Linked DNA regions of Mus musculus: region 2 is linked to region 1. A link is a contact called in public targeted proximity ligation data. All regions are on one chromosome and are shown on one strand. The core of a region is the stretch at or near the end of the contact, and the rest is flanking DNA. Distances in the headings are between cores, read along the strand shown. Region 1 overlaps Sgms1 (sphingomyelin synthase 1). Region 2 has its middle 28 kb from the start of 2700046G09Rik.

Region 1 (3,076 bases), core at 236-2,735:
CTAACCTAAATCTGAAATGCCGCGCCGCCGCCCCCCCCCGCCCCCCCCCCCCGCCCCCAAAAAGGAAGCAGCAGGGCCAATAGAAGCCACCACTTCTCCAAGGAGAATGCTGTCACCAGAGCTTCAGAATGCCCTTGTGTGGGTGTGAAATGTAAGGACATTCTCTGTAAGGCTGCCTCCTTAATGTCACTGCTGTGTGTAGCCAGTGAGGCAGAGTTGACCAGTCTGTGAAGTCAGAGAGCTAACATCAAGTATGGACTCCTTCATCCTCTAACCACATGATCTCAGGCAAGGTTCACCACGGCTTCAAGCCTCAGGTTGGTTCCTTTCAATGGCCTGCCATACCTAAGTCCAGGATTTTAGTAAAGATTTTAAATATTTATCAGTGGGACCGAAGATGTGGCTTCGTGACCAGGTACTCGACTGGCATAAAAGAGGGGCCTGGGTTCAATTCCCAATACCGGAGGTAGAAGGGGAAAAAATGGTTAAAGTATTTGTCAGGATGGATAGCCACTACTAACTCCTTAACATGCCTGAAGCCTAAGCACAAAGACTTTTAAAATCACGAGTCCCCTCATTTTAAACAAAGACAACAAAGTACGGATGTCATGCTCCTAAGATTCAAGTCTGAGTGCCTCAGGACAACTCCTCCGGCGAGATCCGACAGCCACTGAGTCCACACATGGCGTCCGGGTGGATGGCTTGGGGTTTGTTCCCATTTGGTCACCTCTACAGTACTGGGGTGTCACCCTGGGGCCTTGCGAAAGCTGCAGTCCCATGTGACCTCTATTAAAAAGGCTTCATCTGCTGAGATACTTTTGTGAACTACATAAGACCTCCAGAAAATACCGCGTCCTTTCCTCTCTAGCATCTGCTTCCCTAGCTTTACGCTGGACAAGGTCAGAATGACAGCAGCCACCACAGCAGAGCCTGCATCAGAAACAGAGTATATTTCAAATAAGTTCTCATGACAATAATCTCAGCAGAGCGATGAAAATAGTAAAAGGTGAAAGTATTAATATTTAATCCTAATATGATACAAAGTAAGACCGTTTGAAATAGGAGTAGCACATATTTTAAAAGTATAGTTCCACAAGAATTAAACAGATGTCTTAAAATCCAATCTCAAAAGAAGGAGGCAGCACACCGTACCATTTCCAGACAATGGAGTACAGTCCAGGTAACACACCTACCACCAGGTCCGAGGCAGCCTCAGGGACGAGCATGTTAAGTACAAAAGCCAATGGAAGCCTATTTGGAGGGCACCCACTGGCCAAGGTTCAACACCATCTGCTCTGTCCCAAGAGAAGTTGCCTGTGAGGTGTCCAGTCAGAAGTTCCCTGTCAAGAGCACCTGGCCAGAGTCAAGCTTATCACTGCTGCTTTCCTTTTTGTCCCCTCAGGCAACCGGAAGGACCATCAAAGAGGCTGAGTCAGAGCTAAGGAGTGACATTCCAGGAAAAACAACTGTCTGGCCTGTGGAAAGGACTGGCTCCACGCCCACTGAGCACCTGTCTCTGACTCAGGGTCATCCAGATAGGCATGGCAGGCTCAGGCCATGCTCTCCCTCGTTACCTCTGACAGCTACGGTTTCACATCCAGCAACTGGCTCTTTTACATGTGTGCTGGTTTCTCAGCCAGGGTCATGTCAGGTACTAAGTTTCCAAGCCAGACAATATGGTACACTCCTATGAACTCAAAGGTGATCTCAGACCAAAGGGACAGACAGTTTAAGGCTAACTTTGAAACTGCATCATAAAATCCCAAAGCTAACCCTAACCTTACACGTGCAGGAGGCTGGCTCAGTAACAGTAGCAGCATTATGAGGGTAAACAACTTGAAAAAGAGCTGCAGTAGCCCCTCCCCCACACCTCACATCTTGTGTCTCAGCTTTTTGATTTTGTACTTCCTTCATTTTTATTAGCATAAAGCACATATAATTCATTTTCCTTCATTAAAAACTAAATCCTTAACCCTTGTGGTAAGTTTAAATGAGAATGGCTCCCACAAACTCAATGTCAGGTCCCTAGTTGGCAGAACTGCTTTAGGAAGGATTAGGAGGTGTGGCCTTGCTGGAGCTATGTCACAGGGGTGAACTTTGAGGTTTCAAAAGCCCAGGCCAGGCCCATCTCTGTCTCCAACTTGAAGAAGGAGAAGAAAAAAGTAAGCTCTCAGCTACTGTTTCAGCAGGCAGGGCTGCCTACCTACACATGTTTCCACAAACTGTAAGCAAGCCCCCAATCAAATGCTTTCTTTTATAAGTTGCCTTAGTCCCGGTCTGCACAGCCAGAGCTACAGAAAAGTAACTAAACACTCAGCTTCTCTCTTCCTCTTTCCCTCCCATTTTATAATCCATAAGGCTCTAAATCTTTTTGAGGTTCATCTAAAGCCGATGGTGAAACGCAAGGCCATTCTAAGCCTCAATCACAAATTATCAAGACGCCATTCCTGAACCTTGCACTGAAATAACCAGTCTACTGAACATGACAACAGGCTTAACTCCCCCTCCCCTCTGGGTGCCAGGGACGGAATCTAGAGCATCACAGATGCCAGGCATGCGTGCGCTCAACTGCCCAATCACACCCACGCGTACTGAGAAGAGACAGCTCAAAGGACAAAGATGCTCCACTTTGGATAGTTGTAACATCTTTTAAGAGATCACGTTTGGCCCATCATGGTGGAGCAAACCTTTACTCCCAGTACTTGTGGGAAAGAGACAGGCAGATTTCTATAAGTTCACGACCAGCTTGCTGAGCATAACAAGTTCCAGGGCAGCAAAGGCAATACAAAGAAAGAAAGGAAAAAGGAAAGAAAGAAAAAGAGAAAAGAAATCATGTTCCACCTGCAATAACTAAAACCAGAGGTGCAAAAAAGCAGCTGTCCCAACTAACTATACTGAGACAAAAATGTTAAACCCTAGACCCCTCTTGCCACTGTAAAAGTATTCGGTTAAAGCTTCAGGTTAATGCAGAGATCTACATTTACGTAATATAAACCATACCACCTCTTAATAAAAACAACAGACGACCTATAAATCCAAAGCCCCATGGATTTATCTCAACAAGACGGAAATAATA
Region 2 (3,076 bases), core at 413-2,912, 170 kb after region 1:
AGTCCTAAAAAATCGGGGGACTTTTGGGATAGCATTGGAAATGTAATTGAGGAAAATATGTAATAAAAATTAATTAATTAATTAATTTAAAAAAATCAATTCCCAACAACCACATGAAGGCTCCCAACCATCTGTACAGCTACAGTGTGCCATATACATAAAAATAAATAAATTTTAAAAATGAAAACAAATGATAATGCTGGCAAGAACAAGAAGGGGAGAGGATCCATTATTCACTGCTGGGAGGAGGGCAGAGCAGTCCAGCCATCATGCAGTTCAGCCTAGAGGCTCTTCAAGAGCCTAAAACAGAAAAACCCTACAACCCTTTGGCATGGTAGAGCTGGCTCATCTGATGTTTCTGTTCTTATGTCTTTCCAAACAGATCCTTGCACATCACTATTGTGCTAATTGCAACAGTGAGGGAAAAGAATTAGCCTGGGTGTCCAAGACACCTTAGTGAGTTCATGAAAACCTGGTGCATGTATGCAGTGGAGTTTAATTCAGCAATAAAGAAAAATGAAGTTGGAAACATTTGCCGGAAATGGATGAATCTGGAATTACGTGACACGAAGGATTCGTATCTTGGGGAAATCGATACAGCACGTTCTCTCTTCATGTAAACTGTACCTTACATGCTTATTAAGATGAGCATTAAGTCCTAAAGCCAGAATGAGAACTACAAGAAGGGAAAAAGAGGTCTGGGGTAGTTGTGGTGGGGAGACAAATGGAAAAGATGAAACACAGGGGAGTTGAGGAGGGCACCTCACGAGGGAAACAGATCAGTGCCTTGCTCAGCCATCATCGGAGATGCTTCCGCTGCAGCAGATGGGAACAAACACAGAGACCCACAGCCAGACAACATGCAGAGAGTGAGAGATCTTGGAACTCTCAGCCCTAAATCGGACTGCTTCCATCAAAGCTCCCTTCCCTTATGGCGCAGAGAACCTTACAGAAGAGGCAGGCAAGGGTGTAAGAACCAGAGGGTAGGAAGGACACCAAAGTATGAAGGTTTGTTATGGTAGATGCACACATGAACTTAGGCAGCACGCACAGGGCTTGCACGGGTCTGTACCAGATGAGGCCCTATTGCTCAGAGGGGAAGTGAACATCCCCCATCCCTAAGCCAAAAGCTATCTCCAACTGTGGACCACTTGCAAATGAAAATTTAATTTCCTCCAAGGGAGTCTCACTGGGGAAACAAACTAATTTTTTTTAAAGATTTATTTATTTTATTTTATTATATGTGAGTACACTGTAGCTGTCTTCAGATGCACCAGGAGAGGGCGTCAGATCTCATTATGGGTGGTTGTGAGCCACCATGTGGTTGCTGGGATTTGAACTCAGGACCTTCGGAAGAGCAGTTGGTGCTCTTAACCACTGAGCCATCTCTCCAGCCCAACAAACTACTCTTAAGGGTAGGTATAGGCTTAGATTTTTAAAAAACCTACTTTTAGTAAGCGTTCTCAAATGCTTCACACACACACACACACCATCCAAAGGTAGGAGAGAAAAGATAATAAATGGAACAAGGCCATGTGGACCTGCTTAGATGCAATTCTTTGGAGGGATTCCAATACCAGCAGTCCAGTCCAGTAGTGTCAGGATACCAAACATGAATCAGCAGTGGTGTATAATCTAGCAGAAACAGCCAGACCTCCATGCAATTGGCATGAGTCACAGATAGCAACCAGGACCTGACGAGACGCCAGGAGACGTTCTCTACTGTGCCTCTCTCAACACAGTGAAGATCAGTGAAGACAGAGACACAAGATCAATGAAGCATTGCAAGGCTACCTATGCAAGTGCCCCATCATTGTCCGTTGAGTCCTATTTATACTCTCCAAAATCACGTGCCCTCCCATGGGTTTTCCTCAGCAAGATCCCTTGTGAGGTTGCATCACATGATACAACCAGAATCTTCCACCTCAGGTGGCTCCACGCCCAGCAGTAGATGGCCAACAGAAAAATGAACTCAAGGGTGTCTTTGGAGGCTCCTTGTCTTACAATGTAAACATCTTGTCAGGCTTTTCCTTTTCTAAAAAAAGACTAATCTTATTATTTTTATTTTATTTATATTTATTTATGCATATTTTCTTTCCTCTTTTTTTTCCCCTTTTCCCTTTGTGTATTTTTTATGGCTTCCACTTAATGTTTTTACGGGATTTCAGAGTGTGCCAATAAGTGGATCTCTGCATCTATGTCTGTTTCTTATGCCTTCTGTTGGGCACTTTTTCTTCTATTTGTTTATCTTGTCTGATTCCACTGTGTTAGCTTCTGTTTTATCTAATTATATTATTATCCTTTTAAAAAAAAAGATTTATTTATTGTTATATGTAAGTACACTGTAGCTGTCTTCAGACACTCCAGAAGAAGGAGTCAGATCTCATTACAGATGGTTGTAAGCCACCATGTGGTTGCTGGGATTTGAACTCAGGACCTTCGGAAGAGCAGTCAGTGCTCTTAACCGCTGAGCCATCTCTCCAGCCCTTATTATCCTTTAGAAGCCTATTTGTTTTCTAATGAGAGACAGAAAGGGAGCTGACCTGGATGGGAGGGGAGGTGGGCAGGAACTGGGAGGAGTAGAAGGAAGGGAAACCAAAATCAGCACATATAATGTGAGGGGGGCAGAAACCTGTTTTCAATGAAAGGAAAAGGAGTAAAATCATATTGGATCTGACACACACACACACACCCAGCATAGCTGCAGCCATGTTGCTCCATGCTGCCAGCTATTTCATACTGTTGCTGTAATATGCCTGTCAGTCATTGGCACAGAAAAATAACTTGACTCAGAGCAGGGTCATGCTGACCATACACCCTGTTACGTTCTATACACTACGAGGTCTGCTAATCTTAAGAAATTGCACAGCCATAAACTTTACTCAGGACCCATCAAATTAAAGGTCAATATGAACTGTTATGTCTGAAATGGCTTAAGTCAGGGCTGACCAACAGGCAGCCCTTCTAGCGCCTACATATGAACTCATTGTGGTTTTTGTAGTGTTAGTCTTTCTAAGCTAACCTGGAAAAATGTCCAGCATGCAGCTTTCAACTCTGGAGCCTGAGCTGTTGCCCT

Evidence for each region.
Region 2: a targeted proximity ligation map of pancreatic cancer cells shows a contact between it and region 1. A contact is called at or near these places in 1 of 484 Hi-C or Micro-C datasets (CD4 T cells), 1 of 130 datasets of targeted methods (pancreatic cancer cells) and 3 of 9 other capture datasets (adipose tissue, liver and pancreatic islet).

What each region holds. Positions count from the first base shown.
Region 1 is chr19:32,240,911-32,243,986 of GRCm38.p6, forward strand. The region is part of intron 4 of Sgms1 (sphingomyelin synthase 1); the gene reads right to left. Among named protein-coding and RNA genes, the nearest start is that of Asah2, 140 kb to the left of the region's middle.
Region 2 is chr19:32,415,244-32,418,319 of GRCm38.p6, forward strand. No RefSeq gene overlaps it. Among named protein-coding and RNA genes, the nearest start is that of 2700046G09Rik, 28 kb to the left of the region's middle.